Regions from separate parts of the Macaca mulatta genome. Here region 1 is linked to region 2. A link is a contact called in public Hi-C data. All regions are on one chromosome and are shown on one strand. Each heading gives the region's core, a stretch centred on a gene start, on an enhancer-like site or on the middle of the called end of the contact. The rest is flanking DNA. Distances are from core to core; before and after follow the strand shown. Region 1 overlaps SIK3 (SIK family kinase 3). Region 2 overlaps SIK3 (SIK family kinase 3).

Evidence for each region. A called contact is a pair of places that touch in the nucleus more often than the background predicts.
Region 1: a Hi-C map of CD4 T cells shows a contact between it and region 2, with 2.6 times the contacts expected there. The contact joins two enhancer-like sites. A contact is called at or near these places in 2 of 14 Hi-C or Micro-C datasets (CD4 T cells and liver).

What each region holds. Positions count from the first base shown.
Region 1 is chr14:117,781,363-117,784,097 of T2T-MMU8v2.0, forward strand. All of the region lies in intron 2 of SIK3 (SIK family kinase 3), which reads right to left. Among named protein-coding and RNA genes, the nearest start is that of PAFAH1B2, 36 kb to the right of the region's middle. Within about 2 kb of position 1,314, at least 2 of the 40 cell types and tissues checked have an H3K27ac peak or open chromatin away from gene starts, as enhancers often do. A contact at or near this core is called in CD4 T cells, where this site is marked.
Region 2 is chr14:117,525,815-117,528,783 of T2T-MMU8v2.0, forward strand. The region is part of intron 21 of SIK3 (SIK family kinase 3); the gene reads right to left. Among named protein-coding and RNA genes, the nearest start is that of APOA1, 15 kb to the left of the region's middle. Within about 2 kb of position 1,422, at least 20 of the 40 cell types and tissues checked have an H3K27ac peak or open chromatin away from gene starts, as enhancers often do. A contact at or near this core is called in CD4 T cells, where this site is marked.

The DNA.
Region 1 (2,735 bases), core at 64-2,563, 260 kb after region 2:
GCGCGATCTCGGCTCACTGCAAGCTCTGCCTCCCGGGTTCTCGCCATTCTCCTGCCTCAGCCTCCCGAGTAGCTGGGACTATAGGTGCCCGCCACTACGCCCGGCTACTTTTTTGTATTTTTAGTAGAGACGGGGTTTCACCGTGTTAGACAGGATGGTCTCGATCTCCCGACCTCGTGATCCGCCCGTCTCGGCCTCCCAAAGTGCTGGGATTACAGGCTTGAGCCACCGCGCCCGGCCTGCATTTTTCTTCTTTTCCCTTCATCTTCACATCTCTTCTCACCGAAGAGCCATCTCTTCTGCAGCACCTGCCTTGGGAGCTGCCTCTCAGTTTTCAAAGCTCATCATCACACAGCCTTGTGTGTTTTAGGTGGCAGGACAGATGCTCTGCTTTTAAAGCAGCTTCCTTGCATTAAGGGTTAGTTTTGAGCCAGGCACAGTGGCTCACTCCTGTAATCCCAACACTCCGTGAGACCAAGGTGAGAGGACAGCATGAGTCCAGGAGTTCAAGACCAGCCTAGGCAGCATAGCGAAACCCCATCTCTACAAAAAAATTTAAAAATTAGCCAGGAGGGGCCAGGCACGGTGGCTCACACCTGTAATCCCAGCACTTTGGGAGGCCGAGGCGGGTGGATCACGAGGTCAGGAGATCGAGACCATTCTGGCTAACACGGTGAAACCCCATCTCTACTAAAAATACAAAAAATTAGCTGGGCCTGGTGGCGGGCACCTGTAGTCCCAGCTACTTGGGAGGCTGAGGCAAGAGAATGGCGTGAACCTGGGAGGCAGAGCTTGCAGTGAGCAGAGATCACGCCACTGCACTCCAGCCTGGGTGACAGAGCGAGACTCCGTCTCAAAAAAAAAAAAAAAAAAATTAGCCAGGAGGCTGGGCAAGGTGGCTCATGCCTGTAATCCCAGCACTTTGGGAGCCCGCGGCAGGCAGATCGTGAGGTCAGAAGATCAAGACCATCCTGGCTAACACGGTGAAACCCCATCCCTATTAAAAATACAAAAAATTAGCTGGGCATAGTGCCACACACCTGTAATCCCAGGTACTTGGGAGGCTGAGGCAGGAGAATCGCTTGAACCCAGGAGGTGGAAGTTGCAGTGAGCTGAGATTGCGCCACTGCACTCCAGCCTGGGCGACAGAATGAGACTCCGTCTCAAAAAAAAAGAAAAAAAAAAAAAATTAGCCAGGCATGGTGGTGCATGCCTGTGGCCCAGCTACTTGGGTGGCTGACGTGAGAGAATTACTTGAGTCCTGGAGGTCAAAGCTGCTGTGAGCCATCCACTACTGCACTCCAGCCTGGGCCACAAAGTGAAACTCTGTCGCAAAAAAAAAAAAAAAAAAAAAAAAGTGGGTTTTGCTTAAGTTTTCTACCAGCCTTTTCAGCTATTGGCTAAGAACAATTTATACTATTGGGATTGGTTTCTGTAGGTAGCTGACCTACCTTTGTTTGCTTCATTCCTGCCACAATTTTTCTCAAACTAGAAAATCCAATCTTCTGTTTCTTGAGGACAGATTCCGATCCCTTGGCTGCAGAGACACCTTCTGGTTGAAGTCCTAAACTACATAATGCATAACGAATGCACCCTTTTCTGCTAAGGCTTTCTAGTCCTTTCTACTTAAACTGTAGGCCATTGAAAACCACCAACCCGTATAGGAGCCAGAAAGCTGGCTCCAGGAAGCTAGATTTCTTTATGGCCGAAAACAAAGTACAGTGGGGGCCGGGCACAATGGCTCACGCCTGTAAACCCAGCACTTTGGGAAACCGAGGCGGGTGGATCACGAGGTCAGGAGTTCGAGATCAGCCTGACGAATATGGTGAAACCCCATCTGTACTAAAAATATAAAAATTAGCCGGGTGTGGTGGCGGGCGCCTGTAATCCCAGCTACTCAGGAGGCTGAGGTAGAAGAATAGCTTGACCCCCGGAAGGCGGAGGCTGCAGTGAGCCGAGATGGCGCCACTGCACTCCAGCCTGGGCGACAGAGTAAGACTCCGCCTCACAAAAAAAAAAAAGAAAAGAAAGAAAGTACAGTGGGGTAGGCTTACAATTGTGTTTTAGGCTTAAGTAACAGTCCATGCGCTCTGTGTGTGTGTGTGTGTGTGTGTGTGTGTGTGTGTGTGTTTTGAGACAGAATCTGGCTCTGTCACCCAGGCTGGAGTGCAGTGACGTGATCTCAGCTCACTTCCACCTCCACCTCCGGAGTTCAAGTGATTCTCCTGCCTCAGCCTCCTGAGTAGCTGGGATCATAGGCGTGCGCCACCACACCCAGCTAATTTTTGTATTTTTAGTAAAGACAGGTGTGGTTTTCACTATGTTAGCCAGGCTGGTCTCAAACTCCTGACCCCAAATGATCCACCCACCTTGGCCTCCCAAAGTGCTAGGATTACAGGCATGAGCCACCGCCCCTGCCTTTTTTTTTTTTTTTTTTTTTTGAGATGGAGTCTTGCCCTGTTGCCCAGGCTAGAGTGCATTAGCGCAGTCATAGCTCCCTGAAGCCTCCAACTCCTGAACTCAAGCTATCTTCCCACCTCAGCCTCCTGAGTAGCTGGGACTATAGGCATACACCACCACACTTGTCTTAAAAAAATTTTTTTTGACCAGGCATGGTGGCTCACACCTGTAATCCCAGTACTTTGGGAGGCCGAGGCGGGTGGATCACCTGAGGTCAGGAGTTCAAGACCAGCCTGGCAAACATGGTGAAACCCCCGTCTCTACTAAAAATACAA
Region 2 (2,969 bases), core at 172-2,671:
AACATGGTTATGCAGGAGTGAGGAAATGATGATTCTGTCTGCTTTGCCAAGAAGCAATGCAAGCAGCCGCTTCTTACTTTTTCAAAAACCTATATTGTCTTCTTTGATAGCTAACATCATCTACTCAATTCCTTGGGGTGCTTTTTTCCTTTAAGCCTGATTATATAGTTGGATGCAAATCTCATCAGTTGCATCTCTTTGCTCTCTGCAAGGACAAACATGAGTGCTCTCCAGTTTAAAGATTTTTAAAAGATCATTACTAACCATGAGGAAACAGCAAAGCTAACACAATGTATACAGTCCTGGTTGGAGCCTTCCTGCCTCTTCTGGAGGCCTCAGTGTTTTGGTTTGTCTGCCGTGTCTTTTAAGGGTCTTTTCCCTCCCTCTCTCAGAACTTGTTTTCATTCCTGAGAACGGGGCCTCTGCAAACCAAAACACCCACCACTCACCTTTGCGCTCTGCCTTGTCTGCTGTCTTCCCCACCTTCAGGTCTGATGCCTGTAGGCACCAAGACAGAACAAGCGACTGCCTGACAAACCACGTGGGGGGTCTTCCCAGAGCTCATTCCTCAGCCAAGCTGGAGTTGAGCACAAGGGTCATAAGCGCAAGCTCTGGGGTCAGGAAGACTTGGCCGTAAATCCTGGCTTCCCGGCTTCCTGAGGAGCGGGAGCTTGGGTGAATTATCCTGCTCTGCTGGGTCTTCGTTATCTGTACAACAGGACTGACTCAATGGGTGTGGAGTGCTTCATAGAGGTTACTGCATTGTAAAAGCTCAATAAAGTCTGGCATGATTTTTATTCAGCTTAGAAATGTTATTTCTGAGTGCATAAGGGCGTACTGAGTCAGCTGACAAAAACAAACAAGGAAATAGATTTAATTACAGAGCCCTGCTTGCAGAATTATGAGGGACAATTTACCCATATGTAAATGAACAAATGACTCGGGGAAACTTTAATTTCCAAGAGAAGCCTCTGATTCAGGACAGACAAATGTGAGTTAAAAACCAGATGAAAAAGAGCATTAATAGGAGTCAGGGGATACACCAGGGTTCTGAATGCTCAAGTTTCAGTATCATCAGTAGGTCAAAGACATGGAAGCTAGCATCTTTCACTTGGCAGCTGTGCTTGGAGGGCGCAGAGTGGGCAAAGAGGTATAAAGGAAAAAATATATGACCAGGGGATCAGAAAACTTGAAGTCAGGACCCAGCTCCCTCACCAGGAAAGTACACAAGTGTTGGCAAATCTTTCAGCTTCTCCTCAAGGTTCCTGATCTGAAAAATGAGGGTTGTTTGGGGGCTCAAAAAGACAACACATGTAAAAGAGTCTTTAATCAACTGTAAAAGACCAAGTAAGTCAAGTCTGATTTTTGGTTAAGAATGCGGACCCTGAGTTTAGAAGTCCTTTGTGACACTCCATGAATGAGACCCTATTGACCATTTTGGGGGGTATAAACAGACTAACTCACTGCCCAAGGAACATGAGATTGAGGATCAAATCTTTGACAACCCTTTATGCCAATTCAGCAGCTACCAAAGGACATAGAAATCATGGAGGAAAGACGGTTCCCCAGAATTACATGCTCGAATTTATCAAACTAAAGCTAAGAGAGTGCAGAGGTAGGATGATTGTCCGATCACACAGGGGGGAAAATGCACAAACGGACACAATGCACACCACTCACCTGCCCGGGGAACTTTGGGGCAACTTGCACAATTCTCTATTGAATCTGTCAATGTTGACTCGTCCTTACTCACTTACTGGGTTTTGAGAGAAAATGGGAGCAATGACGTGCCTGCATACTCCCCTTAAAGGCTCTGGGGTAACTCCTCTGACTCTGTCAGCATTTTACTGAGTAATAATGCTGAGGCTGACTGAGCTCAGAGAAGAGGATGTGGTTTTCTTTGTGAGTTCCAGTTGGTAATCTCATTATGCTGCTGTATTTATTTGCAAAGTCAAAAAAATCAAGTGTATGTACCACTATAGAAGACAAACCTTGTTTTTCCTCCTAGGGTGGCAGGCAGGGAGATTACAGACAGCATGGGGCATGTGAAATCTGACACTTCTCCAAACCTTTGGCATGCTGCCTGCTCAGTGCTCTCACAGTGCCTGGCCTCATACTGGCTGGTGGCAAATTGCCATCAAGGAAATAGGTAACCATGGACACTAATACGATGGCATCTAATTTTCCTTTACTAATACCAACATGGCTGGGTGTGGTGGCTCGTGCCTGTAATCCCAGCATTTTGGGAGGCCGAGGAGGGAGGACTGTTTGAGCCCAGGAGTTCAAGATCAGCCCCAGCAACACAGCAAGACCCCATCTCTACCAAAGGGAAAGAAAAAATTAGCTGGGTGTAGTAGCACACACCTGTAGTCCCAGCTGCTCAGGAAGTTGAGGTGGGAGGATTGCTTGAGCCCAGGAAGTCGAGGCTGCAGTGAACCGTGGTTGTACCACTGCACTCTAGCCTAGGTGACAGAGCAAGACCCTGGCTCAAAAAGTAACTAAATAACACCAACAATCCCTGTTCATCTACCCTTAAGAAATGCTAAGAAGATCACATTAGCTCTGCTCTTCTTAATGATACTTCTTGTAGCACTCAGTACCTAGCACTTCATAGCAAAGCTGTTTATGTGCTTGTTTTACATCCCCCGGTAGAGTAGAAGCTCCCTGAGGACAGGTTCTTTATCCTTTCATCTCTGCATTCGCACAGCACCTACAGTAGAGTCTTGTGCAACACAGTTGAGATGGAGACCATTAAAAGAAACAGCAGGCATTCCTTCCTGGCCAGAATGGCTGAGAAGAGTAAGCTCCTCCACTTGCCTGCAGGGCGGTGGGGGCACAGCATTATAAGCCTTTCATGACAAAAGTGAACAGTAAATTATCTGATGATTTTTTCGGTAAAGTAAAAATGTAACCTCTGAAGTTTTCAAAAGAAACTTGAAGGCCAGGCATGGTGGTTCATGCCTGTAATC